Linked DNA regions of Mus musculus: regions 2, 3, 4, 5, 6 and 7 are each linked to region 1. The links are chromatin contacts, called in public HiCAR-type and promoter capture Hi-C maps. All regions are on one chromosome and are shown on one strand. The core of a region is the stretch at or near the end of the contact, and the rest is flanking DNA. Distances in the headings are between cores, read along the strand shown.

Region 1 (2,700 bases), core at 113-2,612:
TGTAATGTATCAGAGGCTGAGGTAGAGATCCTCCTGCTTTAGCTCCTGGACATTGGGTTTACAGACACACAAACCTGTTGGCTACTGTGCATTTTACAAATGGGAAAGCAGGAATTGGAGAGGCATGGTTTGGTGGCCTGGGTTTCCCACAGGTTTAGGGGTGAAGCTGGGACCCTGGGATACCATAGAATACCATATAATATCCCACACCATGGAAATATGTGAAACGTGTACCCACAGAGGAGGGAAAGCTATAAGGCTGGGTGGCTCCTTGTGGGTAATGCTGAATACAGATGTGTTAGTGGAGAGATGGAGACACCAGGGCGATTTGAGGGTAATCTAAGGGGAGATGGAAACAGGAAGTACAAGAATAACTGGTATGAAGAGATTTAGGGGAAATGGGGGTTTCATGAAGGAGATGTGTGGGTGACTAAGACAATGATGACAGAGAGACCGGCTCATCAGTGCTTGCAATCCCCACACTCAGGAGGCTGAGCAATTGGATCTAAAATTCAAGGCCAGCCTGAGTTGCACTGGTGACTGAATGCTAATCTCCCGCACAGGTACCCAGTGCTAACAAAGATGGAAGAGTGACCAGCGGAGCACTGGGGACAGCAGGGGCGTGTCTGAGCTGACATACTTTGAGGTTACAAGGAGACCCTGTCACATAAAAAGAGAAAACTGAGCATATAAGGCCAATCAGGGCTTAAGGGGAATGAAAATGAATAAAAAGGACAATGTTTGTGCTGAAGAGATGGTGCAGCAGTTAAAAGCACTTGTTGCTCTTCCAAAGGACCTGAACTAGAAAACCCAGCATTCACATGGGATGGCTCACAACCATTCGTAACTACAAATCCAGGGAATTAGACATCTTCTGATCTCCTCGGGTAAATGCAGTCACAGATACTCAATTAATTGTAAACAAACAAAAAAACAAAAATTACTTCTTAAAGGAGGGGGCGATGTGAGAGAGGTCATGGCGTCAGAAGGGGAGGGGTGGTGACGATTTAAGTGGGGTATGATTTAAGAGAAGGGATGAGGGCACCTAAGTGGGCCAAGGACGATATAGAAGAGATGCATTATAGACGAGAGGGTGACACAGGGAGGGCAGCCAAGGTGTCGCGCACCAGATCGCACAGTACCTGCACGTCAGAGTCTTCTACTCCAGAACCTAGCCCCGCCTTCCCGCCCACCTGTGCGCAGGCGCAGTCGCGCTAGACTGCGGGCAGGGTGGGGGCTAGACTTGATCCTTTCTGATTGGCGGCGTTCTTCGCGACCGAGGCTCTGTGTTGTCATGTGATGGTCGCCGCCCCACACTCTCTTGCTGGTTGGAGGCTAGGAGGGCTAGAGCGGCTGGTGGAAGGTGCAGTCTGGCTTCCGGTATCAAGGGCAGGACTTCCGGGGCGGGCGGCCCAGGCCGAGGGAGGAGTGTCTGACAGTTGGCGCGACCCGGAGGGCGGGCGGGCGCCTCGTGGGGGTGCGGGCCCCAGAGTGCCAGGTGAGGTGCGGGACTGGGACGGAGGAGGTTAGGGATGGAGATACGGGGTGGCCGGGGGTCTGGACTTCCCGCGCAGCCCATACTGTACGATCAGATAAATGATTTCTCTTTCTGAGCCTCAGTTTCCTCTTCTGTACAATGGGGGCCCAGAAGCTGACCGTAGAACCCGTGTAATGGGACGTCAGGTCGTGCACACCCGTTCTGCTCTCAGAGCTCTCCATGTTACTCTTCCATCCTCGTTAGCACTGATGATGGGTACCCGCGCGGGAGCTGCCCGAGCTAGCAGGCCAGCGGGTTTGGGTTCTAATCCCAGCTTCCCTTTGCAAGAACTGGGCCTGTGTCATTACCTTTCTGAGCCCAAGTTTTCTCTGTTTAGTGAAAACCGATAATCTCAGGCTCCTATGTTCGTCGTGTGGATCCTGATGAATGTCTTTGGCATACCAACAGCTCGGTGGATCGGGATTGTAGCTGAGAGTTCTAACAACATAGAGGAGGGAAGCCCAAAGGAAGCAAAACAACAGTCAAGAAGATTGTTTGCCTCTTTCCTGAGTCCTGAAATAGCGATTTAAAATAATGACTAATGCATGTTCCTCAATTTAAAAGGGGGCATTTTGCATTGTTATCCTAGCCAGGAGAAGGGAACCTTAACTTGAAATACAATAGAAATAGAACATTCCTCTTCATTTGTGGGCAGTAAATGAAAGATACTTGAAAAGTTGTTTTGTTTGTGTGTTTGTTTGTTTATTTACTTATTTATTATTTTTGAAGCTGGGTCTCTGTTTGTAGCTCTTTCTGTCGTGGAACTCACTACATAGACCAGGTTGGCTTTGAACTCACAGATAAACTGCCTGCCTCTGCCCCTCTACCCAGTGCTGGGATTAAAAGCCTCTGCTATCATGCCAGGGTGGCTAAATAGTCTTATATACTTGGTTTCCACCTCACATCTGCATGCAACTTACATTAGGTCTACAACTGTCCCAGTCTGTCACTAGTTTAGTTCAGATTTAATGAATACCTGTCAGACGTAGTTGTAGGAACTTTGAGTTTGCTGTTTTAACCCCTCTAATATATATATTTTTTAATTTTAAATGACATGTTTTATTACACTGTATGTAAAACCAGAGGATAGCTTGGCCTGGTGGCCTTTACCTACTTAGCCTACTTATCTCTCTGCCCCTCCCCACCTGCCGCCCCCCCCCCCC
Region 2 (2,700 bases), core at 150-2,649, 2.6 Mb before region 1:
TTCTTTCCAGTGGTCCTGGTGACAGTCTGGGGCCACCGGACTTACAGATCTCAGCCTTCCCCTCTGAGAATCATCAGGGCCAAGACTTGGGAAGGAACACGGATCTAGGCCTGCATGAGGTCGCCACCTGGTGTGCAGTGTGGGTATCTGCAGCTGATGCGTTCCGTGGGGGGGGGGGGGGGGGGTTGAGTGGAATTGGATTAAGTCATTTACAAGAGACAGAGGTGCCAGGGCTTTGGGGTCTCTCTGGGTTTGGGAAGCTGAGACTGGAGGGGAGCACCTGGTGGGTCTAAGCCCTTAAAGACCAAGTTAAGTGACTCTAGTGGACAGCTCGGTGGGGGCCGTCTTGGGTCCCAACTATTCGGAAGTTTGCATTCCGTGAGACCACGATCAGAAAGGCCCGAGGAGCCATTTGGGCAGGAGATTTCTTACCAAAGAGTACAAGCTTAGACTGCAACGTGCGCAGATAGAGAATGTAACAGGCGCCAAAGAAGACAGCCAGAGCCACCAGCAGCATGGGAGATGTCACCCTGGAAGAGTGTGGGAGACAGGAGTTAGGTATCCGAGGCTGCGTCAGCCAGGCCCCTCTAGCTTTGGACACAGACTGAGGTTACGTCCTTCTAGGCCAGCGAAGGCCACATCCTGGTCAGGTGAATGCAGGAGTACAGACTGACCGGGTCCTGTAGTGACAAAGTGGGCTAACTGGTCTGGGCGGGGCCTGGCAGCCGGGGGCGGGGTCTGACTATCGAGGGCGGGGCCGCAGAGGCACTCACACGCAGTACAGGATGAGGCCGAGAAACACGAACACGTAGTTGCTTTGATAATACTCCACGTTGCGTACCAGGCGCTGGCAAAGCTCTCCCACATTGCGGGGTCGCGAGAAACGTTGCTGGTCCACGAAGGTGCCCCAGGGCCGGATGGTCGCCCGGCGCCGCTCCAGCCACTCTCGGCCTGCGCCGGATGGAATCAGCTTGGGCAGCAGGGTCCTAATGGGCAGGGCAGAGCAGAGCAGCTGAAGGGAGGGAGAGGGTAGAATCTGGACCCCAGATTCTAGCACACCTGGTCCCAAGCATGACCTTGAACCCCTAGGAGGAAGGGTCCTGAGAGGGAGCCAACAGGACTGAGTCCCTCCCAGGACCTCTGAGGAGATGAGGGACTCCTGCATCTCGGATCTGGGGGTAACACCCTGCTTGCTCACGTGGCGCTCAGCCCTTCCCCTTCGGCATCCTTCTGCTGGTCCTTCTGGGCCGCCATGTCTGCACTGCAGTGGATAGAACCGCTGTAAATAGCCCGGAGCCCAGCAGCACCTAGGCGGCCCCACCCCAGCCGGGACTCTTTGGAAGTGGCGTCGTTGGGAGCTCTAGAGGGCGGTAGTTGTTCCTCCAAGCATTGTGGGTGTTGTAGTCATCGTGGCGTCAAGAGGCAGGTTTGCCTCGCAAGACATCTTGGGAGATGTATGCTAAGAGCTCGTCGGGAGCCTCTAGGCATTGTGGGAATTGTAGTTTCAGGAGGCTCAGCGTGGACTACAGCAGGTGGACTGTCAGGACAGAGGATTTTGTGGGAGTTCGAATGGCAGAAACGTACTTCCGTGGACCGTGCAGAGCTGTCGTTCTGGCTCGAGAGAGCTTAATAAAACATTGTTCGAAAACTCAGATATTCTGATTCTAACTGGGCAAGTCTGGGAAAGAGTTCATTTACTTTTTCTTTCCTAAAAGTATTTACTTTGAAAGTGAGACAGGAGAGATGGCTTACTTGTTTCTCTTTCAAAGGATCATAGCTTGGTTCCCAGCATCCACACCCAGTGCTTCACAACTGCCCGAAACTCCAGCTCTAGCCAATCAGACATACTCATGTGCACATACCCACACTCAGATACACATGATTTAAAAATAAATGTTTGCATTTTAAAAGAAAAGATTTACTTTTATATGTTTATGCGTGTGTGCCACCAGAAGAGGGTTTTAGAGCTCCTGGAACTGGAGTTACAGGCAATTATGAGCTGTCTAGAAATCATGGGTGCTGGGAACGGAACTCCTCCGGGTTGGGATTTCAGTATGGGCCACTCAGCAGGAAATTGTGTCTGGGTTTCCCACTTGGGGTCCAGCATTGCTTCAGATCAGTGGAGGACTGCAAATGTACAGTTAGCCTAAAGACTAAAGAGGGACACCACAAGGCCAGAGTACTGGAAAAGACAGAGAACCTTGGAAACCAGTTTGGCGGCAAAAGTCAGCTGGGTTTGACTGCTATGGGAACCAATTCAGTTTCTTTAAGAGGACTAAGCAAATTCTTTCTATTTCATGACCCTCAAGTCTCTGCTGCCCTGGTGGGAGTCGGGGCTTCGGGAGAAGGCAGTGGAGAAGGCAGTGGGATCCAGAGGCAACACTGTTGCAGAAAGTGGCAAACTAATTCAAAGAATGTAAGAAATTTGAATACTGGGATTTTTAGGATAGGTGTCTGGAAGCTGGGAAAGGAGTCCTTTGGGACAGTGGAAGCGAGGACCCTGAGGTAGAGATGTGATGAGGCAGGGGGTACTTTCAGGTTCCTGAGGGAGGAGGCTCACGTTAGATGGGTTTTGAGTCAGTAGGTAGTAGGAGACATCCGAGAAGGCTGTGGGAGATGGGACTTGGCTCTGAGCTCTTTCCTGTGCTTCCCAGAGCAAGTGGCACTGGGAAAAAGCCAGAAGATATTAACAGGAACTCG
Region 3 (2,767 bases), core at 4-2,503, 3.0 Mb after region 1:
ACTCTGAGATGCTTCCTGCAAGGAACTCATCTCTCCCTTTGGAAATAGGGCCCCAGGCTGACACCCTCACCCCCACCCCCGCCAATGCCCAACAGAGATCAGCACAGAGTTAGTACTGTATGTATGATTCTTCTCTGGGTCCCTGACACGCAGTGCCAATCCAGTTGCACGGCATAGACTGGGCAACTCTGATGAATAAAATAACCAGCTGCCAGATGGGGATTCGGGGATTTGCTAGACTGGGCTTTTTCCCTCCTCCGTGTCCCTGCAACCCCAAGTTCATCCCTGGGTCTCACCCTCAGAGTCTGTCCCCTGCCAGCCCATGAAGCTCCCCAAGGCAGGATGGGATCTGACTGTTTCTGTGCCTGGAGCATGGGGCCTGCACAGAGGAGGTCTCAGTGAATGTCTGTGGAGTGAGGGAATGAATGGATGAATGAGCGGGAGCAGTATGGAGGAGGGGAGATGAAGACAAGGAGATGGAGAAGCCCCAAGGCTCAAGTGGAACGGAGGCGGGAGGCGCGATGTTGGCCTCGAGTAAGGATCGGGAAGCGGCGGGAGAGACTTCGATAAAGGTTCAGATCGATGTCGGTGGAGGGATTGAGAGCGCGTGGCGTGGGATGAAAATGAAGAAGAAAAGGGTCAGGCAGGGGATGGAGTGAGATGGGGGTGGGGCTCAGGAATGAGAAAGGGGCTGTTGGGAGCAGGAGGTGGTGGTCGGGAGGGTGACTGGGGATGAGGATGCTGAGGAGGGCGCTGGAGTGGGGGCTGGTTTCCAGGGAGCCTCGGCAGACGCCTGCAGGGGGGAAGCCCTCATGGGGCGCGCGGGTCCTTCCCTGAACCAGCCCCCTTTTCTCAAGTCCGGATCCTCCGCCACTGTCACCCCTTTTTCAGGGCCCAGAAGGGGGAGGGAGGAAATGTGCGCTGAGGGGGCGGGGTCGAGGCCCGGGCCGCGACCCAGGACCGCACCGAGGTGGAGACCGTAGGGGACCGCGAGGAAGGGTGAGGGGCGGCGCGCAGGCCGCGGGCTCGGGCGGGGCCGGGGGCGGGGCGCGCAGGGCGGGGCCGCGCGGACAGACTGGCACGCGGACACACAGACTGATGGCCCCGAGGGCCCCTCACCACCATGGTCGCGGTAGCCTCCTCAGACCCCGGCGGCTTTCGAGCCCTCGTTCGCAGTCCTCGCCACCGCCGCCTCCGCCGCCATGGTGACACAAAGGGGAGGGCGTGAGGCGCGCGCGGGCGGTCGCAGGCTCCTCCCCTAACGGCTGCCGGGGGGGTCTCTGGCGCGCGCCCCATGAGGGGCGGGCCAGCGGGCACGCGGAGGCCCTTCTCATTGGCTCCAGTTTTGGCCTGAGGGCTACGCCCCGCCCACAAGGCGGCTGCTTATTGGCTTTGAGTGCTGCTCTACTTCCCGCCCCCATCCCCGCCCCGTCTCTCCAGTCCCACCCCCCGAAGTTTGACAGCGCCACGCCCATGGATGGTTGGCATTGGCTGTCAGGGCCCTCCTGAGATAAAACCCTGTATTCTTTATGCTCCGCTGCCGCCACTTCTCTCCTTAAGCAGCCTGCCCTTTCCTCCCGCGGTCGCTCCTCGGACGTGCTTCATTGGGTTCGCCTACGACTATCCCCCACAAGCAGCCTTTTCGAAATGCGGGTCCTCCAGTCCCCACGCTGTCAGTCCTGATCCTGACCCCGCCCACAAGCTTTTTGATCTCGCACACCCCGCTGTGTCCCCACCCTAGGCTCTGTGCGACTTGGCCTCCCCCTATTCACTGGACATCTTTCCTTGTTTCCCTATATTCGCTTATTTGAGGCTAGCCTTTGACATCTTTTTCTAGGAAAAGCTTCTGTATGGAATGCTATGACATTCATGCCTCTCAGAAAGCCAGGTGCAGTCTTTTTTCTTTTTTTAAACGATAGAGAAGTGCCTAGAAAGCATTGCAGCCACACCCTTTCCGGAAGGATGCTTTCACTGATCTGGACCTGAGCAGGCCTCTCGTTTCGGTAGCACGCTCCCGGTCCAGGCTTTTAAAGACTTTGATTATTTAATTCGGGGATATACCAATAATCAAAAAAAAAAAAAATACAGCCTTACCCATATGGAAGCTCAAAGGCTAGTATGAACTAGGTGATTTCGGTTTGTAATCTCAGCACTGGAAAAGTGGGTGCAGGAGAATCATGAATTTGAGGCCAGCTTGAGCTGCATAGTGAAAATCTGTCTCAAACAAACCAAATTAGGGACTGGAGAGATGGCTCAGCAGTTAGCACTGACTACTCTTCCAGAGTCCTCAGATTTCTACTCCCTGTTCCAAGCACCCACATGACTGTTCACCAGCTACAGCTCCAAGATGTCCAGAAGATGCTCTCTGTGGGCACTAGGCACACATGGAACCCCCAACATATACACAGGCAAAATACCTGTATGCATTAAATAAAAAAATTTAAAACCTCCAAATCAAAGGCTGATGGGGGAAGATAATGAACAAAATAAATATAAATATGTATCATCCGAGAGAAAAGCTAGTTGGGATGGCGAAATATGGAAAGTGCTGGGTGGGGGGAGGGAATAAGTGTAATGAGTGATGATGCTACTAAGTTTTGGGGGTGGTTTGTTACCCAGCCACAGTTAAGATGGCCTCGGTCAAGTAGGTAATCTCAGCTTAAGTGTGACTTCCTCGGGCAGCCTTCTAGTGCCCCCTCTTAACTTGATCAGGATGTTATTGTGAATATCTTCTATTGTTCCTTGTGTCTAAACAGCTACCTCCTTA
Region 4 (2,936 bases), core at 209-2,708, 2.8 Mb after region 1:
TCATGCATTCTTGATACCCCAGTGTTCATAGAGTCTTCCTCCAACTCTCCGAACACCCTGGCCAGATGTTAGCTCCACTCCCTAAAGTTCCGTCTTTTCCATCTCTTCTACCCAGGCAGGCTTGCTGTAATACCATTCCTGAGTAAAGCCTCCCTAACAGCCAGAGTCCCGGGATAGGCCATTCCCTTTAACCTCTGTATTAGAGCCTGACCCCAGCAGTGCACCCCCAGATTAGCTCTGCGTAAGTATCCCTAGGACTGCCCATGTCTGTCCCAGCCCCTCAGATGCCAGCTGAAGCTCCCACAATGTAGTAGCCCTTTATGTCTTAAAATGCAGCATAGGCCCTGTCTCCTCCCAAAGAACTGGACACACACACACACACACACACACACACACACACACACACACGGCGGGCCAATAGTCTTGTCCCCAGAACCTATAGATTACCACTCCTGAGGGCCTGCTGACCCTTGTCCCCTGACCAGCTACGGATGCCCGCTGACTTTTCACACACTCCCAAACTCTGGATATCCATTTACCATTATCAACTGATTCCCGCAGCCCAGGCCTCCTCAACGGCCCATCACCTCGCTGCTGGTGGAACCACGGAGCCTGCTGGTGCTCCGGGGCACAGCTTACACACGCCTGCTCCACGGCATCTCAGCTACCCGTGTGGATGAGCTGGACGCCACCTCGCTGCCACCCAATGCCACCGCTTGCAAGTCAGCGCTGCCCGGAGCCCACCTGGTGCGCGGCACCCGTGTCTCACTGACCATTCGCCGCGTGCCCCGTGTGCTGCGCGCCAGCCTCCTGCTGAGCAAGTGACCACCAGGTTCTAAGACCTTGGAACCCTAGGGCAGAGGTAGCTGTCCAGGGTTATTTATTTCCCCAGTAACTATGGAAACCATGGAGAAGACACCATTCCAAATAAACAGAAAATACCTTTACTCGTTTTGGATTTTTTTTTTTTTAACTAGATGGGAAGAGATACTTCAGTTTCTTTCTCTCTGCCCCCCCCTCCCCCTTCAATACTGGAGATAGAACCTAGGGCTTCTTGGATGCTAGACAAATGCTGTACCACTAAACTACAACCCAGGCAACAATTGCATTATTTTTTAGTTTTGCAATAGGGCTTCCATAAGTTGCCTAGGCTGGCCTTGAACTTGAGACCAGCTTGCCTGAGGTGACAGGCTTTAGCTGCCAGGTGCTGGGACTTTTTTTCAGTATCCTTATACCTGAGACTTTAAATGAATGGGACGGGCCCTGAGACACAGGTGTCCCTGAAGGTGACAGGATCCAAGGTCTTGAGATGGGTGACGTTTTCTCTCAAAGCCCCACGATGGCGAGCGGGTGGTATTGGAAGGTTTAGGTTCTCCTGCTGGGGAGGAAGGAGTTAAATGCCTCCGCACCTCAGCCAGGCATCAGATTTCTCTAGTCCAGGTTCTTCCAGGAAGGGGTGGAGCTAGGCTGGCCCCTGGGCCCCTCAGTAGCCTCGGACTTAGGCTGTGAGTCCTGCTGAGAAAGCATGGGGGTCTGGACTGTCTAAGAAAGCGGCTGCTGTTACTGGACATCCTCACCTGACGATCCCCAAGTGCACGGCCATGGCCCTGGTTCCACCTCTTGGCCGTGAATTCCCGCCAGAGCCTGTGAATTGTCCCCTGGCAGCTCCTAGAGAGCTGGATGTTGTCGGAGGGACCATCTGCCCTGCACCTGAGGAAGAGACAAGCAGGTGGGGACTGGGGCTTGATAGTGGTTCCGAAGGAGGGAGGGAGGGAGGGAGGGGTCTGTGGGAAGGGCCATGTGTGACTGACTGAAGAAGGACATGGAGAAAAGTGGGCATATGGTGAGGTGGAAAAGGAGACACTGTGCCTCACAGGTGGCCCATCAACCTTTCTCCTCTCTAGGCCAGAGCAGGTCCAGGCCTCCTTGGGCCTGCCTGAGCATTGCATGGGTGAACTGAAGAGCACTGAGTCTGCCACCAGCCCCTCAAGACTCCCCCTGGCCTCTTCCCATGAGCATCAAGACGGGGGCAAGCCCTGTGAGGTGAGCTGAGCACACCCTCTGTTCCAGTCCCACTTCCTGTCTGTCCCCCGGAATCTGCCCCTTGCTCAGATGATATGATTCTGGGGGGTGCTGTGGAGGAAGGGACACCGTAAGGACATCTGGTTGCCAATCAGTATTTCACTTATTTTTAATCGTTTTGTGTATTTACTCTGTGTGCCTAAGTGTGAGCAGGGATACAGGCACATCATGCGTGCCGGTGCCAGTGTCTCTCAGTCACTTTCCACTATGTGACAGAGTCTCCCATTGAACCTGGCTAGGGTGGCTGGTGAGTGAGCGCCACGAATCTGCCTCCAGTCACTGACCAGCCGGTGCCACATGCTTGGTTCTTTGAGCACTTGCTTGTACAGCAAACATTTTATCAACTGAGCCATCTCCCCGGTTCCCCCGACCTCCTTATTTGAGATATGCTTTCACTGTGTAGCTCAGGCTGCCCTTGAACTTTCAGTTCTCTTGCCTCAGAGAACTGGAGTTACATTTTATCATCTCCAAGCTGGACATATTTCCACGTTTTACCAAGTAGGAAATGAGAATTTTATTAATAACCCCATTCCTTTTGGGGGTACTCTGCTCCATTATCCTTCCTAGTTTAGACCCATATAAAGACCTTTCTAGAAGGCTCGGGAACCTGGAAATCTTAAATTAGATGTCTTCAGCCTTGGTGTAAAGGGCTGCCAAGTGGGAGCAGCCCAAATGTTGGTTCTCGAATGGGTGTGGCTTCAGAGAAACATCCACAAGGCAGCAGCCTGCTTGGGAGTAGGGGTAGTGTCTTGGCCCATTGGCCCTGATTTTGGTCCCCTGGAATCTCCAGCACTCTGACTCTGGTTTGGAAGTACTAGAAGCTGAACAGGACAGTCTACATCTTTGTCTGTTGA
Region 5 (2,700 bases), core at 66-2,565, 2.7 Mb before region 1:
CCAGGCTGCCCCACCCTATTCTCCCACCTAATCTTGTCCTTCCCCAAGTCCAGCTCCCTCTCTAGTGGGTAATGAGCCCTTAATCGCTGCCTCTAGGGGAGCTGATTACAGCAGCCTCGTTAGTGTCACCCCCCCTCCTCCCAGATCTGTCATGGCCACTTAAGTGATAATAAATCCTTCCCAAAGCAGCCCTTGGCAGGAGTCATGGATCTCATGTAGACTGCTCCTCAACACTGCCAGGGAACCAGGAGCAGAAAACCCAAGTCCCCTCCCCCCTCAGACCCAGGATTCTAGGTTCAAGTTCTCACCTGACCACTTCTGAGATCTGGGACCAGACAGTTCTTGCTGTCTGTCTTCCCCAACCCCCTCCCCCCAAAATAACAGGAAGTCTCTTGGGGAAGTCCCCACCCCAATTGAAATGCTGGTTTATCTCCCTTATAGGGCCTCACCCTCCTCATGTCCCAAAGCAAGGGGGAACCAGCCCGGGTGTTACCAAATTTTTACCTATATTTAAACTCTGAGAACACAAGATATTATTTTCTGGAGTGGGGCCTAATTCCCTCATGGGTTCACTTGCATAAGGCAGATTTGGAGAGTTTCTGTCAAGAACCGGGGGGAGGGGGATGACAGAGAGAGCTAGAGTGGTGTGACAGTCATTGGGATGGGAAGAGCAGACTCAGGTTGTTAAAAGACAGGAGGCCAAGAGGAGACTCAGTGGGATCCCCAGAGACAAGGATGCAGAGATAAATAGCCAAAGGAAGAAGCAGACACAAACTGGCTGGCCTGATAATAACAGTTGAGGAAAGGACAAAGCCTGAAATCTCAGAGCATGAGAGAGACAGCCAACAGCAAGAAATGGGCCCAGCGTGATCAAGGCACAGAGGAGCTGCAGCAGGGAGAAGCAACAGAGGCCAGAAAGCAAGGAGTGCCTGGATGGGCCCCTGACCTTGTGGGCAGGAAGGCCTTCGAGCTTCGAAAAAGAGATCAGGGTGGTGGCGCGCACCTTTAGCTTTAATCTCTCTACTCCAGAAGCAGAGACACCTGAGTTCGAATCCAGCCCGCCTTACACAACAAGTTCGAGGCCAGCCAGGGCTACATAGGGAGCCCTTGTCGCAAACTAAGAGAAAGAGAGAGTAAGGGCCAGGGCAGGAGCTGGGCAACAGCAGGGAGGGCGGCGGAGGCGGACAAAGGCGAAGGGGAGCCGGGCGGGGCCGGGTGGGGACGCGCCCGCGGGGAAAGGAGGAGCCGCGCGGGCGGCGAGAAGGGGAAGGAAGCCGAGGTGCCGGGCGGGCACGGGGCGCGGGCAGGAAGCGGGGAGGGGCGGCGGGCGGGGGCTCCGGAAAAACGCCCCGACTTCCTGCCCGCCAGAGCCAGGAAGCCGGAGTCGGGACACCGGGCCCGGGATCCCCGAGCCCGACCTCGGGCGCCTCGCCGGTCACCTCCCCGCGCGGACACCAGGTACACTGTCCCTGGCCCCGCCCGGCCTCCTCCTCCAGCCGCCGCAGGGAGGAGCAGGGAGGGGACCGGGCGCGGAGGGCCTCCCAGGGTGCGCCCAGTGAACCTGCAGCCGCCTTTCTCTGGCCTCGGTTTTCTCATCTGTCAAAGAGAGCAAAGAGAAAACCCGGCGCGTTGGCGCCCGCCTGTCATCCCAGGAGTTGGGAAGCAGAGACAGGAGGATTGCCATGAGTTCGAGGTTAGCTTGGGCGACCTAGCATGAACCTGCCTCAAAAGAAAAAAAAAAAAAAAAACAAAACAAAACAGAGAGAGAGAGAGAGAGAGAGAGAGAGCACTTGTCGAGAGCACAAGTAGGTAGAGATCCAGGCTCCCAGCGAAGAACGATAACACTCATTTATCAGCAGGGAAACTGAGGCCCAGGGAGTCGGACTGCCTTGTCGTAGGGACAGAGCATCTGGGACTTGAACTCAAAGCTGTTTCCTGTAAAGAGCTGTCCCTGCGATCATGGATGCTTGATTAGAGCTCCCTAAAATAAACAAATATCTCTGCAGTACATTTTAAAGCCGAGACTTACAGAGCGTTAAACACGTCTCAGAAAGCTTTTTTCCTTACCCTCTCTGTGGTATTAATTATACTCTGGGAGATGGCTGTAGGGGAGAGAACCGGAAACATATCCTCATTGAACAGATGGGAAGACTGAGGCCTAAAGGGAAGTCATTGCATTTTGCAGGTTAGTCTATCAGAAGAAAATATATGCTCGAGCGCATGAGTGTTTTATGCTTTTGTTTGTGTGTGTGTGTGTGTGTGTGTGTGTGTGTGTGTGTCTATCTATGTGAGGGGGTTCTGTTTTTGTTTTGTTTTTTCTTTCCAATTACAGCGGGAGGAGTTGACAGTGGTGACAGAGGGTATACAAGCATTTGGAATTTAATAGGTCCGAGTTGGGGAGGTAGAGCTCATGTGAGGTCCCGATAGGTGCTTAGGACCTGAGCGACTTGAAGTTTCTCCGAGATTGAGCCCTAACCAGGCAATGGAACCATGCACCACTCCTGCTAAGGGGGCGGGGCCCAGGAGAGTGACAGGGGCAGTCGAAATACGGAAACAAGGGTCCTCCAAGGCAGACCAGAGCGGCCCTATCGGGCCAGCGTGGCGCCGTGTATTGCGATACCCGCCGGCAGGAGGAGTGGAGTTGCCGAGGCCGGAGAGCGGTAGGAGGCGGGCTAGAGCGGCCGGAGGGAGGAGTGGAGC
Region 6 (2,723 bases), core at 22-2,521, 2.7 Mb before region 1:
ATACACCCTTCTCTGAGACGCACCTGTGGCAGTCAGAGGACAAAACTCTGTAGTTAGTTCTTATACCGTGATGGGTTCAAAGAATCGTATCAGGTCAATCAGGCTCGTATGGGAGAACTTCTACCTAGTGAGCGAACCATCACAATGCCCCTCGTTTCTTTTTTTTTTTTGGGGGGGGGGGGGTCGAGACAGGGTTTCTCTGTGTAGCCCTGACTGTCCTGGAACTCACTCTGTAGACCAGGCTGGCCTCGAACTCAGAAATCCGCCTGCCTCTGCCTCCTGAGTGCTGGGATTAAAGGCGTGCGCCACCACGCCCGGCCCCTCCTCTCTTTTCTATCTTAAATAATATTTGTCTGGATGCAACACAACCTCAAATATTTTATGCGCTGCGCTGCGGGGTGGGAGTGGGAGGTACTGAGAGCCTGGCGTAGTGACACACTCCCGTAGCATTAAGCTGGGGGATCATGAGTTCAAAGCCAGCCTTAGATAAAAAGTCCCAGGCCAGTCTTGGCTAAATAAATTAATGATAATCCTGTCTCAAAACAACAAACGATAGGCAGGTAGGTGGGTGGGTAGGTACAGATATAATAAAGTTGCACAGGTCAGCTTGGATGACTCAGAAGAGGCAAACGAGGAGACTAACGGTCTGAACAACCAGACTCCGGCACTAGATGGCGGAGCTGAACCTCCACCAAGGGCCCGCCTCTACCCCTTTGTCCCCGCCCTAATCTCCTCCCCGCTCCCAACGCCTTCTTTCCTCTCCGCGAGCGTCAATGGAGCTGAAGCAACTTCCGCCCAAAGAAGGGTGGGGCTTCCGTGTATCTCTTGGTCTCGCGAATGCTAATGCTAGCACAAAAGGTGGTGGTGGCCACATGTCATAGTGCCTTTTCCCTGGATTGCCTGTCACGGTTCCGCCCGTAACTATTCCCATTTCCGGCCAGGAAGCAGGGTCTTGCGCTGAATCCCGCCTTCCTTTCGTGCGCGCTCAACTTCGCCCGCACTTCCGCCCTCAAAAGTTTCCGCCTCCTTGTTCCCGCCAGACACACAAGGCTCAAATGAAGGCCGACTCCCCCAGCTCGCTCCGGTCACGCCCAAGGAAACGGAAAGAGGAACCAGATCCCTTATCCTCCTCCCGAGTCCCTTCTCTTGGCTTCTCCACCCCTTCCTCTTACAGACCCGCCCATTTTGGGTGGAGATGAAGCCATATTCGCCCTCAGAAAGGCGGAGCCCTCTGGTTTAGCCGCTCTCGCGAGCACTCCGAAATCTCGCGAGACTCGACGCCCGACTTGTGCGCCCGGGAAACCCCGTCGTTCCCTTTCCCCTGGCTGGCAGCGCGGAGGCCGCACGGTGAGTGAGGGCTCTGGGTCGCGGCTGTGCGCGGGGCCACGGGGCCGGGCTTTCTGGCCCCAAGAGCTCGTGCCGGGACCGCGGGAAGCCCGGCGCGGGGTCGCTCCGCCCTCTGGAGCCGCGGCCACGTGCGAGCGGCAGGCCCGGACATGCCTGATCGCCGCAATCCGGGAGCCCGGAGGGTTAGGTGGGCAGCGGAGGGGTGAGTGGGACGCCCGGAACGTGGGCTTGAGGGAGCGGGGTGTGGAGGGCTCTCCCACGCGGTCACCACGCCGCGGTGCTGCGATCCGCGTGGCGTGTGCACCCGGCAACTCTGTTGGACCTGCAGGAGCCGAGTTGCAGGGACATGAGGCTGGGTGGATGCTGAGGCTTTGGGGTGGACTGGCGACGAGCAGGGTTGGTGTTGACCTGGACCCACGTCAGGGGTTTGCACCAAGCCTGACCTCGGCATGCTTGTCCCTTCCTCAGATGCCCGGAGTTACTGTAAAAGACGTTAACCAGCAGGAGTTCGTCAGAGCTCTGGCAGCCTTCCTCAAAAAGTAAGTGTTTGTTGGAACTGAGGCCTGACCCCTGTGCGCTGTGACCCCAATGTGTCATTAATCCCTCTGGCCACTTGCTGGGGGTCTTTTCTGAATTGGGCCTACGGTGACCATGCTTCCTTTTTAACCTGTTCGTTCTTGCTTTTTTTTTCCCCCAACCTTGTTAACTTGCTAAAGGTTAGTAGATCTGAAGTCATCTTTGGAAATTTTTGAAGTGTGCTTTTTCTCAATTCTCTTGGTTCTAGGTCCGGGAAGCTGAAAGTCCCCGAATGGGTGGACACAGTCAAGCTGGCCAAACATAAAGAGCTTGCCCCATATGATGAGAACTGGTTCTACACACGAGCTGGTAAGAACTGAGGCTTTGGCTGGGAGTGGGAACCTGGGCGACCCCAGGCAGGGACCCTGTCTTCCCCTCCCATCTACACCAGGAGACAGACCTCATTATTGAATAGCTGTAGCTTTAAACTAGAAAGGAAATCTGAGGGCAAATGAGTGTCCATATTTTGCTTACTTGAGAGTCTTAACAGCTTTCTGTGTCCACGGTTATAGCATTTAGATTTGAACAACTGTCAACTCCTGTTTGGTTGAGTGGTCGGGAGTGCCACTCCTGTTATAAAGGAAACTTACAGATCTGGTGCCCAAAGAAAACTTTGGGGTGCCCCTCTGGTCTCTCTGGATCCTGCCTGGGTGCTTTGTGCATCCTGTTGTCTCTAGTCTTTAGGGGAGCAGGATTCTTTCTGCTGGGTAGTGCCAGGGTTGCAGTTCATGGCCAGGCCTTTGCTAGGGGGGGGCCCTGCCTGAGAATTCCCCTGGTCGTGGGAAGTAAGTTCCTCTTCG
Region 7 (2,949 bases), core at 423-2,922, 2.6 Mb after region 1:
GAATTCTGCAGTAAGCTCACTTTATTGCCTCAGTAAACCTCTAATTATACAGACATAAAGGCTAGAAATTAAAAGCAAAATGACCCACTCACTAGCAGTCAGACCTGGTGATTTATCAGGGTCCATCTACAATTAAGCCTAACTCCTAAGTCCCACCCAGATGGCCAGTCTCAGAGAGAGAGAGAGAGAGAGAGAGAGAGAGAGAATGGGCTGCCATGTCACCTCTGTTTAGGTTGGATCCCAAAGAAAAGATCTAGGGCTGGGCAGTGGCAGTGCACGCCTTTAATCCCAGCACTTGGGAGGCAGAGACAGGCAGGCAGATTTCTGAGTTCAAGGCCATCTTGGTCTACGGAGTGAGTTCCAGGACAGCCAGGGCTATACAGAGAAACCCTGTCTCAAAACCTAAACCAAACCAAAAAAAAAAAAAAAAAAAGAAAAGATCTAGGAAGCTTAATTTCAGCTAAAAAAACAATACAAATGCCCCATATTTTTCTCTAAGGGAACAACTCTTTCTCCCTCTGCTCTTTCCATCTCTCCCATCCCCTTCACGACCCCTACCTCCCTACCCTCCTCTCCTCCATCTGTTCACTGTCTATTCTTTTTTATTTTGTTATGTGCATTGGTGTTTTGCCCGAATGTATGTGTCTGTGAGGATGTTGGATCCCCTGGACCTGCAGTTACAGACATAGGTAAACAGCCATGTAGGTGCTAGGAACTGAACCAGGGTACTCTGGACTAGCAGTCAGTGCTCTTAATCGGCAAGCCACCTCTCCTGCCCTCCATTGTCAGTCCTTAAACTGTTTTTTTTTTTTTTTTTTTTTTTTTTTTTGAGACAGGGTCTCTTTACGTAGTGCCTGTAGCAAGGCTGGAACTCACCGTGTAGACCATTGTAGAACAGTGAGCCTCAGAAGTGCAGGAATTAAAGGTCTGGGTCACCACGGCCCGCTTTTCTTTTTTCTTTTTCTTTTTTCTTTTCTTTTTTTTTTTTTTTTTTTTTTTAGTTTTTCGAGACAGGGTTTCTTTCTCTGTGTAGCTCTGGCTGTCCTGGAACTCACTCTGTAGACCAGGCTGGCCTCGAACTCAGAAATCCACCTGTCTCTGCCTCTGCCTCCCGAGTGCTGGGATTAAAGGCGTGTGCCATCACGCCCGCACAGCCCCCCCCCGCCCCTCCCCCCTCCTTCTCTCTCTCTTTTTCTCTCTCTCTCTCTCTCTCTCTCTGTCTCTCTCTCTGTCTCTCTCTCTCTCTCCCTCCCTCCCCCCCTCCCTCTCTCTCTCTCTATCTCTTTAATTTCTTAAATCAGTTCTGGCCTGGTAAATATCTTTATCTGTATCGGGGTGACTCCTTGTTTCCTCAAGAACACTGGGGAAGATCCTGACTTGGCCCTGAGGAAACAAATATGGAAACTAAGGCTCCAAGGTGCAGTGATCACTCATTCAGAAGACAGACATTTATCTCTGCCCTCACTGGCTCCCAGATTATCAGCAGGGTAACCCTAGATAACAGCCAGGGAGTGGCAAGTCCCTGAGCCACTGTCATTGGGGTCAACCCAAATGCGGAAACGATGACTGACAAGTTGGAACACTTTCTCTCTGACCCTATTGGACAAATCTAATTTGGTCACGCCCCACCAGTCTGGGAGTCAGTGGGCGTGGCTTGGGATTCCCTTAGGGTAAAGTGCTGCACGTCCTTGGGCGAAGAGGGGAGGTGACTCGGAGCTGCTGAGGACGCAAAATGAGGGCCCTACGGGTGAGGCCCCAGCACGGGCTGTGTCGGGGTGGAGGGGAACCCCACAACCCAGATGCCTAACCTAAACATGCCAGGATCCGGAGTCTTAGAACAGGTGCACCCTTCAGACTGGGACTTCCTCCCTGGCAGCCTGAGCTTCCAGACAGCACTATCCTTAACATGGTCCAGAACCCTGGGTTTAAGCCTCCGTTTACCCGAGTCCCCCTTAACATCCCAGGGGGCCCTAAAACCAACTCTCATGGAACTTCCAAGCCAGTCTTGCCATCCCTGGAACCTGATTTTCTGGTATTAATCTAGCCCTCTCCTTCAAACCCCATAGCGCCCATTTCACATTCTCAGCACTGGAGTCTCTCACAGCCTGCAGAGAGTTCCAAGCTGTAGCTTCTAGACACCGATTCCCCATCCCCACTCCTTTGTTTGTTTGTTTGTTTGTTTGTATGTTTGTTTTGACACAGGGTCTCCCATAGCCCAGGCTGGTCTCTAACTTGCTATGCAGCTGAATGTCCTTGACCTCCGACCTCCACCTCCCAATTGTAACAACTTATGTGACACCTCCTCTCATTTTCTAAATGCTTACTAAGTAGCCCAGGCTGGCCCCAACTCCTGCTTTCCTCTTGAATGCTGGGATAATAGGCTTCCACCAATGTCTTGACAGATGTCCCCACCCCCAACCCCCACCCCACCCCCGCTCTCACTAGTAACTATCTTGCCTTAAGATATCTTACCTAGTTCTTCATCAGAAATGTAGTCCCCACATCGCAAAGCGCTCCCTTCCTGCGGGATCCACATGAGGGCAGATCTCCAGGTGCTCCCTACAGACCCATCTCCTATCCCTCCAGGTCTCCCAGGCTCTGGTCCGGTCTTTTAGCTCATCTACCAGAAGCCACTTAGAAAACCGTGTGGCAGAGAAGCAGAAGCTCTTCCAGGTAGGCGGGACAGAGTCTCTGGACCTAATGAGGGGTGGGGGTCGCTGGGCAGGTGGAGGTCTGTGCAGGAGCCAGCAACCCTGTTCTCACCCCTCCAACTCAGGCCGACAATGACCTCCCAGTACACTTGAAAGGCGGGGGAATGGACAACGTCCTGTACAGACTGACCATGACGCTGACTCTGGGGGGTAAGTGCAGGACCACTGGCTTGCTCTGGTCATAAGAATAGCCAGGGTCCTCGGGCAGTGGTGGCGCATGCCTTTAATCCCAGCACTT

What was found. Promoter capture Hi-C pulls out the DNA fragments that hold promoters and counts their contacts. HiCAR-type assays count read pairs that join an accessible place to other places.
Region 2: a contact with region 1 is called in a promoter capture Hi-C map of cranial neural crest. The contact joins the promoter of Rabac1 here to the promoter of Pld3 in region 1. A contact is called at or near these places in 1 of 39 promoter capture datasets (cranial neural crest) and 1 of 9 other capture datasets (liver).
Region 3: a contact with region 1 is called in a promoter capture Hi-C map of pre-B cells. The contact joins the promoter of Arhgap33 here to the promoter of Pld3 in region 1. A contact is called at or near these places in 4 of 39 promoter capture datasets (cranial neural crest, hippocampal neurons, liver and 1 more) and 1 of 115 datasets of contacts at active chromatin or transcription factors (thymic regulatory T cells).
Region 4: a contact with region 1 is called in a promoter capture Hi-C map of cranial neural crest. The contact joins the promoter of Syne4 here to the promoter of Pld3 in region 1. A contact is called at or near these places in 3 of 39 promoter capture datasets (cranial neural crest, hippocampal neurons and liver) and 1 of 115 datasets of contacts at active chromatin or transcription factors (bone marrow-derived dendritic cells).
Region 5: a contact with region 1 is called in a promoter capture Hi-C map of second pharyngeal arch cranial neural crest. The contact joins the promoter of Arhgef1 here to the promoter of Pld3 in region 1. A contact is called at or near these places in 2 of 39 promoter capture datasets (embryonic stem cells and second pharyngeal arch cranial neural crest).
Region 6: a contact with region 1 is called in a promoter capture Hi-C map of liver, with 2.8 times the contacts expected there. The contact joins the promoter of Rps19 here to the promoter of Pld3 in region 1. A contact is called at or near these places in 4 of 39 promoter capture datasets (cranial neural crest, embryonic stem cells, liver and 1 more) and 1 of 9 other capture datasets (liver).
Region 7: a HiCAR-type map of astrocytes shows a contact between it and region 1, with 6 times the contacts expected there. The contact joins the promoter of Cox7a1 here to the promoter of Pld3 in region 1. A contact is called at or near these places in 2 of 39 promoter capture datasets (hippocampal neurons and liver), 1 of 115 datasets of contacts at active chromatin or transcription factors (astrocytes) and 3 of 9 other capture datasets (adipose tissue, liver and pancreatic islet).

The regions. Positions count from the first base shown.
Region 1 is chr7:27,551,856-27,554,555 of GRCm38.p6, forward strand. It overlaps Pld3 (phospholipase D family, member 3), which reads right to left and starts at 1,363. Exons shown (of 14, transcript NM_011116.2): 1 at 1,143-1,363. 2310022A10Rik (RIKEN cDNA 2310022A10 gene) reads left to right here and starts at 1,435. Exons shown (of 10, transcript NM_175107.5): 1 at 1,435-1,498.
Region 2 is chr7:24,971,329-24,974,028 of GRCm38.p6, forward strand. Rabac1 (Rab acceptor 1 (prenylated)) reads right to left here and starts at 1,400. Exons shown (of 5, transcript NM_010261.2): 1 at 1,199-1,400; 2 at 774-986; 3 at 433-530. The coding sequence starts at 1,254.
Region 3 is chr7:30,533,807-30,536,573 of GRCm38.p6, forward strand. It overlaps Arhgap33 (Rho GTPase activating protein 33), which reads right to left and starts at 1,254. Exons shown (of 22, transcript NM_178252.3): 1 at 1,120-1,254; 2 at 297-406. The coding sequence starts at 374.
Region 4 is chr7:30,313,358-30,316,293 of GRCm38.p6, forward strand. Syne4 (spectrin repeat containing, nuclear envelope family member 4) reads left to right here and starts at 1,459. Exons shown (of 8, transcript NM_153577.2): 1 at 1,459-1,729; 2 at 1,905-2,043; 3 at 2,873-2,936. The coding sequence starts at 1,602. It overlaps Alkbh6 (alkB homolog 6), which reads left to right. Exons shown (of 7, transcript NM_198027.3): 7 at 562-946. The coding sequence ends at 825.
Region 5 is chr7:24,901,671-24,904,370 of GRCm38.p6, forward strand. Arhgef1 (Rho guanine nucleotide exchange factor (GEF) 1) reads left to right here and starts at 1,316. Exons shown (of 30, transcript NM_001130151.1): 1 at 1,316-1,458. It overlaps Cd79a (CD79A antigen (immunoglobulin-associated alpha)), which reads left to right. Exons shown (of 5, transcript NM_007655.4): 5 at 1-188.
Region 6 is chr7:24,883,321-24,886,043 of GRCm38.p6, forward strand. Rps19 (ribosomal protein S19) reads left to right here and starts at 1,272. Exons shown (of 6, transcript NM_001360119.1): 1 at 1,272-1,347; 2 at 1,816-1,886; 3 at 2,132-2,232. The coding sequence starts at 1,816.
Region 7 is chr7:30,182,499-30,185,447 of GRCm38.p6, forward strand. Cox7a1 (cytochrome c oxidase subunit 7A1) reads left to right here and starts at 1,673. Exons shown (of 4, transcript NM_009944.3): 1 at 1,673-1,747; 2 at 2,587-2,673; 3 at 2,777-2,861. The coding sequence starts at 1,733.